Linked DNA regions of Canis lupus: region 2 is linked to region 1. Evidence: chromatin contacts called from public Hi-C data. All regions are on one chromosome and are shown on one strand. The core of a region is the stretch at or near the end of the contact, and the rest is flanking DNA. Distances in the headings are between cores, read along the strand shown. Region 1 has its middle 100 kb from the start of ZNF516. Region 2 holds the start of ZNF516 (zinc finger protein 516).

Evidence for each region. Hi-C and Micro-C count contacts between places; a contact is called where the count stands out from the background.
Region 2: a contact with region 1 is called in a Hi-C map of amygdala, with 3 times the contacts expected there. The contact joins the promoter of ZNF516 here to the enhancer-like site in region 1. A contact is called at or near these places in 3 of 9 Hi-C or Micro-C datasets (amygdala, blood and skin fibroblasts).

The regions. Positions count from the first base shown.
Region 1 is chr1:3,147,126-3,152,860 of UU_Cfam_GSD_1.0, forward strand. No RefSeq gene overlaps it. Among named protein-coding and RNA genes, the nearest start is that of ZNF516, 100 kb to the right of the region's middle. Within about 2 kb of position 3,601, at least 12 of the 20 cell types and tissues checked have an H3K27ac peak or open chromatin away from gene starts, as enhancers often do.
Region 2 is chr1:3,246,852-3,253,157 of UU_Cfam_GSD_1.0, forward strand. ZNF516 (zinc finger protein 516) reads left to right here and starts at 4,188. Exons shown (of 6, transcript XM_038525759.1): 1 at 4,188-4,288.

The sequences.
Region 1 (5,735 bases), core at 2,351-4,850:
TGTTCTACCTTGGAGGATGGTGGCCCCCACTCTGTGCAGCCTGAAACTTCTAGAAGCCAGAGCCCCATGTGTAATATTTCAGGCTCACACACTGAGACTTGCAACGAGTCCAGGCCCAAAGGGACAAGACCCAGACAGCCTGCAACAGCCTGTGTCATGAGCCAGGCATCACCTCGGTACCGGTCAAAGTATCATCCTGCAGTATTAACAGTCACGACACATGGATTTCCTCGTTCTTGCTCTACTTTCATCCCTCTCATTTCTAATTTGGGGCTTCTCTTCATTCCAATGTATAAAAGCATTTCTAAGGTATGAGAGTCCATTCCTTGCTTAGCCAGTATTTCCCTCTTAAAAAACAATACAGTTGCTCTAACCCAGTGTCAATCTCTGCACCTTGAAGAAATGAAATATATTTGCTTCTTTCAATTGCATAATTTCACTCACTTCAAATCTTAAATGCTATTTTGAGGCAAAAAAAAGAAAGAAGGAAAGAAAGAAAGAAAGAAAGAAAGAAAGAAAGAAAGAAAGAAAGAAAGAAAGGAAGAAGAAAGAAAGAGAAAGGAAGGAAGGAAGGAAGGAAGGAAGGAAGAAAGAAGAAAGAAAGAAAGAAAGAAAGAAAGAAAGAAAGAAAGAAAGAAAGAAAAGAAAGAAAAGAAAGAAATCTGTTTCTTAATCCTTTTTTTTTTTTTTTTTCAATTGTATCTTAGGACACAACATGAGGAAATCGGACCTACTTCGAGCCAAAAGAGAATGTGACAACTGGAAGCGCGATGCCACTCCGACCCTGGCAGCGCCAAGGAGCAGAGGATTGGCTCAGAGGATCTGCTCATTTGTCTTGTTCTGATGACTTTCAGACTCATCATTGTTAAAGACATAAAGAACAAAATTATAAAAGCACAACAACCCCGTCTTGCAGGCTTACCGACAGACGTGCATGTCAACGGATTATTCTTGAAGTTTAGACCCGAACTGCATTCATTTCACAGAATAAGACAAAATGTGTTTCGACCCCTCCTCTGCCCCGCCCCCCACCCGCCTTCCTCTCCCAAGGATTCAAGTTTCAAATCAGATGGTGCTTTCTTAGGCACACTTGAAGCCAAGCAGGAAGAGATTCCTTCTCCCCTGGAAAGGAATCCAGGGACTCGGGCATATTGTAGTTCATTCTTCATTTCCAAGCCCTACTGTGACATTTCTAAATGTAATCCCCTAATTTGGTGAAGAAACCCAGTCCCCCTCCACCCACTTCTAAGGCTCTGCCTTTAGTGCAACAAAGCCAGCAGGTCATACCAGAACTAGGGGCGGGGGTCCTGACTCCCTAGACCTTTGACCATCCTCTTTACCCTGGGCTTCAGCTTTTCAGTTAGGAAGTTAAAGAGAAGAAAAGAAAAATATTTAAAATTCAATCACAAGTGTGTCTATGCATCATTAAAGAACAGACCTTTGTCCTGTTGCTTTCTAAACTTTCAATGTGAATTCTTCTTTTGGAGATTACTGTTGTACTTTGTTCTTCTGGAAAAAAAGAAAAAGCTTTAAGCACCCTAAAATGAGGCTTTCACCTGATACTAATTTTCTTCTTAGTTATAAAGGCTATTGTTTGTTTGAACAAAGAGGAATAGGAGCTATTAGTAGCTGTTTACATTATAGGAATGAGGGCACTCAGGGAGGAGGGGAGAGAATCTTCATTAATGAGCCAGGGACGTTGATTATGGCAGACCAACAAAAACTGAGTTGAAAGGGGACACCCGGATTTTTTTATTCTTTCCCTGCAACCAAGACACTAGATTTATCATCTGGTAAATGCCAATAACATATTTTAGACAGCACTAGGTGAGCATTTAAATTTCTATTAAGCAGTTGGGAGTCTGATTAAAAAAAAAAACAAAAAACAACAACAAAAAAACCAGCCCTCCCTAGAAGTCTAAGCCAGGCGTGTGTAGTCACACCACTATCTTGCAGGAACCAGAGGCGTCCACACCGCGAGCACAGGCCGGCCTGCAGACTTGCATGTGGGTCTGATGCACCCAGGGAATCTTGGCCTCTTTGGAGGTGGCAGCACCTTAAACAAAATAGGCTTTCAATAAATATTTACGGAACCAAGGAGTGAATGAAGTTCATTTGCATTAAACCTGACTCATTTATACCTGCATAATTCACTGTTCTCCCTGTGACTTGAACTTTTGCTCAAAGTGCTGTGAAAACTCAGAGCAGAAAAGTTTCCAATGCTTCAAAGCTCCCTGGAAACCCCTCCAACCTGCGCAGGCAGCACAGTGAAGCCCTACGTTCCTGGCCTTAGTCAGGATATTTTTATTTTTTTAAGATTATTTATTTATTTATTTATTCATGAGAGACAGAGAGAGAGAGAGGGAGAGAGTGAGCGACAGAGACACAGGCAGAGAGAAAAGCAGACTGCATGCAGAGAGCCCGATGTGGGACTCGAAGCCCTGGACTGAAGGCTGTGCTGAACTGCTGAGCCACCTGGGGTGCCCGGATACTTTTATTTTTTAAAAAACCCAAGCCTCTGTAGGAATAAAGATCTGTGATATCATGTGATAAGTATTCTCCTGCTGCCTGGTATTTTGACATGAGACCTGATCCTGTGTTTGATTCAAATCCAGAGCACAGGAGACACACGTCCAAAGTGTGTTTTTAATCTTTGGGTAACAAACTCAGAGATAGGAGAGCAAGAGTAACCAATGCAGATTAAACGCATGGCAGGGTCCCGACTTTTAATAGGATTGTTTTTTAACGTAACACATAATCAAAGCATTCAATGAAGGCATCATTTGTGGGCCAGAGGTCACTCTATTGTCTCCTGAACCAGCAAAGGGGGCTGTGGGGCTAATTCAATTCCCCAGAGAACCCGTGTTTACCAGCCATGAGTCCTAATGGAAAGGCACACGATTTTCAAACTGGATAAATTACCAGGGCACTGTGCCCCTGAAGCCTCCGCACCTTGCTGTATTTCTGTCTCCAAAAGAACAAGCCACAGTTCAAAGGACCATTTTCTTCCATGTGGAAATATTTATTTGCTAGCTACCGAAGAGCTGCCAGGAAGTACTAAAGCATTTCATGTTTAGAGTTTCAGGAGCAAATTGCTTCTGCACACGTTGTCTTGAGTCGGTGCATTCTGCTGTGTTCTCTGCCTCTCCATCATGACTTTATATTAATCTCCGCCCCCCCCCCCCCCCCAGACTCTTTATTTATTGCTGCTGGAAAGCCAGGTGCAATGCAGTGGAGCTCCTGGGCAGGCTGGCTGCTTCCTGGGAATGCACACGGCTTGTTCCTGAGCACCTAGGGGTGCTGGCCCCGGGCAGAGCCTTCCCCCGGGGGCTGCGGGAGGCCCGGCCACTGCCCGGGGACCCACGGTCACCAAGCCGGCCCCCTGGAGCGGGGAGGGCGTGGGCTTTCCCAGGACACACGCTGCCTCCACTGCGGTCCGCGAGCCGGCGCTTCCACGCAGCCCGCCGGGGGGAGCGCGTTCCCGGGGGCGGGGGCCCGGGCTGGGGCGCCCACCAGGGCCCGCTCTGCATCCATCTACCAAAGCGCTCAGGTTGCGTTTACACGTTGCGCCTTTAACGGCGAAATGCTGCCCTTTTGCGCTCAATTCCGACCTACGCTCCACGGACTTGGGAGGATTCTCCGTCGCCAAGACCCCGCGGCTCGGAGACGTCCTGGGAGAGGCGACGCGGCTCGGCGTCCCCGCCGCGGAGGCCACGAGCACACGGGGGGGCGGGGGAGCGGGGCGGAGGCGGTGCGAGCGGTGCCGAGCCGGTGCCCCGAGCGCCCCCCGCGCCCCCGCGCCCCGCACACCCGCCGGCAGGGGGCGCCGCGGCCCCCCGCCGAGACAAAGGCCCGCCGCGCCGCGGGGCGTGGAGACGGGGCCCCTCCCGGCACCGCCCCGCGCGCCCGAGCGGCCGAGAGGGCGGGCCTCCTGCCGGCGCCACCTCCTTCCGCGGGGAGGAGCCGCCCCGCGCGGCGCCCATTTTCTGCATTGTCCCGGGAGCGTGTCCCGCTCGGCAAGGCTCCCCCCGCCCCCCCCCCCCGGGAACACAGCGGAACGGCCCGACCCCGCCGCCGCCCCCTGCACCGCCTCCGCCCCCCGGGCCCGGCCGGTGACCCCGCTCCCCGCTCCCCGCTCCCCGCACCCCGAGGTGCGCCGGGTGCACTGCGCCCCGGGCCCGCGCAAGGCGAGCTCCCCGCTGCCCCCGGCCCCGGCCCCGGCCCGCCGCGCAGGGCGTCCCGTTTGTGTTGGGGCCACAGCACGGCGCTGCGTCGCCCCCGTTCGGAGCTCTACAGACGTGGCGGTGCAGACCCCCGCGACCCGGGCCGGCCTCCTCCGCGGCCGCGGGCCCCCCGCCGTGCCCTGGCGCCCACAGCCGCAGCCCCGCGCCCGGCTGCCCCAAGGCTCCCGACACAGGAGCGCAAGTGGGTCACGAGGTCCTGGGTCGCCCCGCCCAGTGGGGTCCGAGAGCCCCGCTAACGTGCACAGAGCCCCCAGGGGACCTGAGGGTCAGCCCAGCCCTGCCCGGTCCACACACCTGTGCCTCAGGTCCGGGCCCCAGGCCCTTTGTCCTGCCGCCTCAGACCTCTGCAGACTTCATCAAGTTTTAGTCTCCCTGGCCACTCAGGTCTTTCCGAACAGTTAAAGGGTGAGGGGGAAACAAGAAACGCCAAGTTTGGGAATTACATTTCCTGTGTATCTTCCCTGCATCACAACGGAAACCCAGAAGGGGGAAGACTCAATTAGGAGCCAGGCCTCTGGTGCCCCAGGGCACCGTGGCTGCCTCCTCCTCCCCACCAGCGCTGGGAAGATCTGAGCCCCGGGATGATGACATATGGCACTGGATACATTTTCTCTTTCTTTTTGGATAAAAGTTTTATTTCACACAGAAGCACAAAGCCACCACTGTCTTGAAAAGCCCAGGGGCTTCGCCAGGACTCAAGGACCTTCCAGAAGGAAACAAAAAGACATTAGCTCTTGATTAAGACAAGTCAGTGGCCCTGGCTGGGCCTCTGGAGCCCTAGCACCCCCTTCTCTGGGGCACCCCAGCACGGGGAGCTCCATCACCACAGGGAGTCTCTCTCTGTCTCAGGCCCTGTTACTCATTAAATCAACCCCAGACCTGAGCCTGCCCCTCCCCAATCCTATCAGCCAGGACTCAGTTTACCTCCTGGATTCCCATGTAAAGCCACAGTGATGGCTGTTCTTACGCACTTTGACATGCTCACTCACTGAGCTCACATTGACTGAGCCCCTCCAAGTGCCAGGTGCATGCCAAGTGCTGTCCTAAGCACCAGGAGTTCGGGAGTTCGTCAGGTCCTGTGGCTTCCACATGTCCTCCAGCTCAAGTCGCAAAGCCTCGTGGATTGGGGCCCTGCTGTGGCCCAGCTGTCCCATTCAAGTAAGCTTCTCACTGTGGCCCATGGAGCCCTCCCTCCCTCGCCTGTGGGCTCTGCCGTCTGACACCTATTCTTCCCAGTTCTCTCTGAGCTACTTGGTCCTGGACAAATGAGCAGGAGCAGGGAAGTGGCTGGGGTCTAGCCCCAAGGGCCTTCTCTTTTTACACCCCCACCAGCTCTCCTCTAGAGCTTACATTTTTTTTTTAATTATTTAAAAAAAAATTTTTTTTTTTAATTTGTGATAGTCACAGAGAGAGAGAGAGAATGAGGCAGAGACACAGACAGAGGGAGAAGCAGGCTCCATGCACCGGGAGCCCGACGTGGGACTCGATCCC
Region 2 (6,306 bases), core at 2,938-5,437, 100 kb after region 1:
GCTCGTGCTCAGGTGCCCGAGCCGGCCGCAAACGCATCCCAGCACGTCTGCACGTATGGATGCGTGCGTGTGTGTCCGTGTGCGCGCGTGAACAGCTTCCCGGCACTGGGTCTGCGGCAGCCGGAGCCCCGGCGAGGAAGGGGCGACCACTAGCCGCTGGGGCCGTGATTCAGTGCTATTAGGGGAAGAATTATCTGTGTCTGAGTCATCGCGAGCCTCCAGACTTTGCCCGCAGTGTGGTAGAACTTTGTGCTGATGAGACAATAGTGGAGCGTGTGCGTTTCCTACAGGGCAGACCATTCCGTGGCTGGGGGAAGCCTCGGGCCTGCGCCCGGCCGCGGGGGCCCGGCCCCCTCCCCCCGCCGCGCAGCCCCCAGAGCCCGGACGGCGCCGGGGTCCCCGCGGGGCGGGCGCGTCCCGGGCGAGCCCGGGCGGCGCGGGGAGGGGGCCGGGCGCGTGGCGGGCCCCGCGCGCCCTCGCGCGTCCCCCGCGCCCGGGCGCAGCTGGCGCGGTCGGTCTAGTGCAGCGCTCGGCTCCGCGCCTCGGGCGCTAGGCTTCACCTTCAGAGGCGCGGGGCGTGCGCGTCCTCCTTCCCGGGCCCGCCGCCTCCCGCCAAGGTAGGGGCCGGGAGGGTGGGAGGGGGGCGCCGCGGGGCCCGCAGGGGGCGCGGGCGCGGGGCCCCTGGCCTGGCAGTGCGGAAGGGGGGACCCCGGGGTGCGCCGCGGGGGCGGGGGGCGGGGAGGGGCCCCGGGGCGCCGGGAGGGCGGCTCGGCTGCCCTGTGGGTAGTTGCTCGGCTCGGCAATTCCAGGAGAGGGAAGATGCAACTTCGGGCGGCGAGGCGAGCGCCGGGAGGTGGTTTTTACCGCAGTGGAGGGGCGGGGTGGGGGCCGGGTGGGAGCGCGGAAGAGGCTCAGGCTTTGTACACTTCGTCAAAGGCGACGCGGGAGGAGGGGAGCTCGGATGCGCTCTCCATCCATTAGGAGACAAAGAGCAAATTGCCTTACTTTAAAGTAAAACGCTCCAGCTAATGAAGGTGGGTGATGGGGCTGCGGGACCCGAGGAGCCGCTTCAATTATTAAGGGTTTGGCTGATGGGATCGATGCCCGTGGGCACGGAGCGCTGCTGCCCCGGGTACGTGTCGGCGTGTGTGTGTGTGTGTGTGTGTGTGTGGGGTGGGTGTTGGGCCTCCCCCTCCCCTGGCCGCATGCCCATTAGCTGGGAGCGTCTAAGTGACCCTAACATTACAGAAGTGAGTGCGCCCGGGAGGGAAGTTAGGGCCGGGTGGGGGCAGGGGGCGATGGTCCCCTCTGTGACCGGGAGGGGTGGGGAGAGGGGTCGGGGTGGCAGGGACTCCTCGCAGACGCACCCAGCCTGGCGGGGGTCGGAGTGGGGGTGAGGGGGGGAGGGCTCCATCGCGGTACACACCCGGGTGTCTACGAGAAAGGAAGAATGCTGTGGGGCGTGTGTGATGGGGAGGGGGGGTTGGAAATGCGCCTGGTCTGCCATTTCCAGGGAGAACTAACAGACGGAATAGTTACCATCAGTATTTAGAATAAACCGCCTCGTCAAGTTTTAAAGAAACTTTGTATGAATAAGTTCGTTAAACGCCAGCCGAGTTGGGTATTTAAAACAGCGGTTTATGCAGGAGGTTGGTGTGCGGTGACAATCGGTGGTGGTGGGCAGGGAAGCCAGTGGAGGCTTGCCATTAGGGACCAGGGAGACCCAGCCTTTTACCCGAAAATGTGGGTCTGTAAGTCAGCCTCATTTATTATCCGCCTTAATAAGCTCCCCGCAGCAGACCGGGATCAGACCAGGAGCTTCAGGGGTTTATGTGTCTGCATCTTACTCATGCTGCTGGCTGACTGATAAAGAATTACTTGGTCTCCGGGTGTGCAAAGATCAACTTGCTCAGCCCTCTTTTTAAATATATTCATTCTGTGCCTCATTTAATCCAGATGCACAAAAAGCCATTTGCTGCTTCATTGTTGGTTTACATTTTTTGAAAAGGCGACTGGTGTAACCTGTGGAATTTGAAATGCAAATAGAAGCCTGTGGGAGTTGAGGCAGAACAAATCAGCATTTATAAAGTGAAAAAGATTTAATGTCTTTGAAATCATTGCAGAGGAAAAAAACTGGAGGGGGGGTGATTTTTCAGGGAGTGAATTGTGACGTCAGGTCTTTTTGGAAAAGATGTTATTTTTAAGGTCTGAATCCCGGGTATGTAAAGTGCTTACAGGAAAAACAGATTACAAGATTAACATCTGTTAACATGATCGTTTATCTCCAGCCAAAAATAGGTCAGTTCTTTCTTAAGGAAACACAATTGCTGGCGCATGCTTAAATAAAAAAATTAAAATCATGAGTTCATAAATGAGGACCAGCGTTTGTTATAATCTGATCCGTGAAAAACATTTTTTAATTTCGAGATCAATAAAGGTCAAAGTCTTTTTTGGGCGTTGAGAACAACTCTTCCCACTGCGTCCACCCCTCCGGATGACCCCCTCCTCCTCACCCCTCGCTCCCTCTCCGCCCCCACCAGGGATTGCTAATTTCCCTTTTCATCCATTGTGGAAGTACAAAATATATTTAAATGGATATTGTCTGACGCCCCCGTCGTTAAAGAAAGCAAACTCTCGGCGCAGATGGCTAACTTTCAGGGCTCTGCTGTTGTTTTACCATTAAATGAAACAGTAGGGAGGGAAGGAGGAAAAAAAAAAAAAAAAAAAAAAAAAAGGAAACAGCCTCGCAAAGTCTCCCTGCCCCTGGGCGTGAGTGATGGCTCTGCCGGCCAATCCGCAGCGGCTTTCTCCATCCCGGAGGTAATTTGGAGCGTGAGTGTGCGCGCGCGCGTGCACGCGCCCATGTGTGTGCACACTGTTGAGTGCGACCAGCCCCGCGCATCCGCGGGGTTCCTGATGTGCACAGCTCTGCGCCCCAGACGCGGGCAAGCGGTTCCCTGCGTCTGGGCAGCTAGAGGGGTGCTCGGCAGTCCCCATGGAGATCCTGCCTCCCCCGAGTGTTCTCCTGCAAAGATTGGGCGCTTGGAGGTGCTTTCGGATTCAAGTCGAAACCTGCAGAAGGGGAAGAAAAGAGGAGTGATATGATTATGCTTCTCAGCAGCCGGGGAATCGAAACGTGCAGTTCCCTCCGTGTCTTTCCCACGCGACAGGCGCGCCCTCTCGCGCGTGGGGTCCGGGTGGCGGGGAGCCCACCCGCCAGGCGCACAGCGTACAAAGAACGGGGACTGCTGAAATGGGCGTGAATTCCGCAGAAAAGTGAAGGACAGCACGAACCTTACAACTTCGTATTTTATTGTCTCGCCGAAAGTTCATACTTAGTCCATGGCAAATTCTAGAATGTGAGCCGCTCAGGGTCAGTGGAAGTTCTGGGCCGCCCGAGCCCGGAGTGCGGAGCGCCTGCCTGGTGTCCACCGCACAATGGGCGCATTCAGGGGCGGAGGCGCCACGGGCCGCCCCGCGGCTCGCCCCGGCCTCCTCCGGCCCCCGCTTCCCCGGGAATCCCGGTAGAGCTGTGTGGACGCGTGGGGACCGGACCTGGCCCCGGAGCATCTCCCTTGCGGTGTCGTAGATGCCGGGATGGATGCTGCCGCCGCCCGGACGGGTTAAGAACCCACGTGGGACGGCCCCTTCCCCGCAGAACCCTCCGGGGAGACCCCTGGGAGGGACGCCGCGCCCCGCCCTAGTCCACGCGGCGTGTGTCCGGGCGCCCCGGGGTCACGCCGAGGGTCCGTGGGCGACCCCCCGTCGTACCCCTGCAAGAACCTCGCTCAGTCACGAAGTAGCGCCCGAACCCGGTCGTCCCGCTGCGGCCGTGTTCGGCCCCCAGCCCGGAGTTCGACCGGGTTCTGCGCCCCCCGCCCCCACCTCCGTGGACTCGCGGATTGAGGATGGGCAGCAGGGGGGTGTCGCGGATTAAATCATTCCTATTTCCGTACCTCGGAGAGGGCGGCGCGGGGCCCCGGGCGCCGCGGGGGGCGGGGCGGGGGCGGGGGCGGGGGCGGGGGCGGGGGGATTTACCTGCCCGCCCCGGGGCGGGGGCGGGGCGGGGCGGGGGCCGCGGGCTGCCGGGCTGCCGGGGGGCGGGCCGTGGGCGGGGCGGGCAGGGCCGGCGGTGGGGGAGGGCCCGGCCCGCCCCCCGCCCCCCGCCCCCCGGCGCCCGCCCCCCGCCCCCGTCATGTGGAGCGGACGTCACTCGCCTGCACTGTAACCCAAGAAGTGAAAGAGACGGGGACCCACGGCCCAACTTCGCACCGTAACAAAGGCGGGGGTCCGTGCGGGCCGGGGGACTGGCCGCGGAGGGGGCGGGCGGGGTGGGGGGGCCGGGCCGGGGCGGGGGTCTGCGCGGGGCGGGGGCGGGGAGGGGGGGCCTGGCCCGGGCGGGGGTCTCGGCGGGGCGGGGGCGGGGAGGGGGCGCCTGGCCTGGGTGTGTGTGTGTGTGTGGGGGGGGGGTCTGGGGGGTCTGGCCGGGGCGGGGGTCTCCGCGGGGCGGGGGGCGGGGGGCGGGGGCTCGGGCGCGGGCCGCGCTCCGGGGGCCGAGGCGCGGCGGCGGCCAGGTAATTGGTTTCTATTTTAAACTTCACTTTGTTCTGGCGGAGGTGGGGCGGTGGGAAAGGCGTGGCCCACGAGGACGATTACATAAGTATTCGCACCTGATCCGGCCCCGGCCGGGCCCCGCGCGGCGGCGGGTGGGTGGCGCTGGGCGCCCTGGGGCGGTCCCCGCGAGGGGCTGCCGCGCGTGGGTGTGGCGCCCTGCCTGCGTGGCCTCTTTCCGTGCCGGCGGCTAGCGGCCCGCGTGGACGCGGGGGCCGGTCCTGGGAGCCCAGAGGTGCCCGAGGGCGTGGGGCCCGGCCTGCCGGCGGGGTCCACCACGCAACAAAGGGCGGGGGCAGCGGGACCCAAGGCAAGCCACAAAAGGAACTTTAGACGGGGGTCTTAATTAAACACGCCTCGGAAACGCATTTGCCTCCTGAACCTGCCACGGAGCCTGCAGTCCTGGGTACAGATGGTTTAGAAACCGGTGGCCCTCCGTCCTGTGCCCGAGCGCTGAGATGCCTTGGGAGTACTAACCCGAGTGGAAGCGAGGCTGGATGTTCCCCCAGCAGGATCCTCTCCAGATTATTTTTTAAGCCTCCCTATTAATATGATTGGAGTATTTTGGTTTAGGAATGTAAGTGCTACTTTAAGGAGCCAGGCATGCCTGCTATTTGATAGGATACTTTCTGCTGCCGCGTAGAAAAGCTCACTTTATCATTTGTTTGTTCCTCCTTCAATTTCTCTTACATTCTTCGATTGTGGCGTCAAAATAGCTGTGCTATTTATGTTGACACAGACCCGCTAGAATTAAATATACCGCATGCCTCTGCTGTGCATGATTGGGACCTTGCTTCCCCCTCTTGGTGAAATTGGGGAGCCCTAGTGGAGCTCGCTGGCCTGCATCCTGGGTCTGAGAGCTGGTTATCCGAGCCGGACGTCTTTGGTTTCAGCGGGCTCCCAAGCCATCTTGGACGGGCCCAGCGAGCTGCAGCCCTGAGCAAGCCTCAAGGACTTTGCTCATGAAATGAGAATTTTCATGGGCTCAGACACAAGCGAATCAGTCTCGTATTTTTCTTAGTTCATTAGTAGGACCTTGTTTTCTTCAATTAGCTCATTTGAATATACTGAAACATGGAGGGCACATTAACATTCTAAAAAAAATAACAGTCCCAAGGGATGTGTAATAAAACTAACCCAGAGGAGTGGGAATGCCTCTCTAAAATGAAACAAAGCAGCAAAGCAGGGCATTTGGTAGGTACAGTATTCAGCAGTGGGGGGGTGGGGGGAGAGAAGCTTTGCTTATTTTTATTTCTGAAAGCTTTTGTTGGTCAGAATCGTCTTTCTAAATACCAAGACACACCAGATGAAGAACTTTTAACTTTGTTGTGTAACTGGTGTTAATCACCGGTGAGTATAGCTTACATGATTGGTGTTAATCCCATTGTCATTGGTAAACAACCTTTAAAGGTGACTGGCCAATTTAGAGATTAAAGTTTTCCTGGGACTTTGAAGTCCTACCTGTCTAACTTTGTAAAATGTTGTCCCAGAGACCCTCATGGAGGGAGGAGAGTAAGAGCCAGTCCATGGGAAAAGCCTATTGTTTCCATTTCTGTAGATCAAACGTCACCTTCATTTACTTTAGTTGCTTCTCTGTGGAGATATTTGAGTTTTATAGGTGACACATTCGATGTGGATGTTGTGCAGCGAAAGTCATGTGAAGAAGGAAAGAGACTTCTTTAGAGAATACTTTAG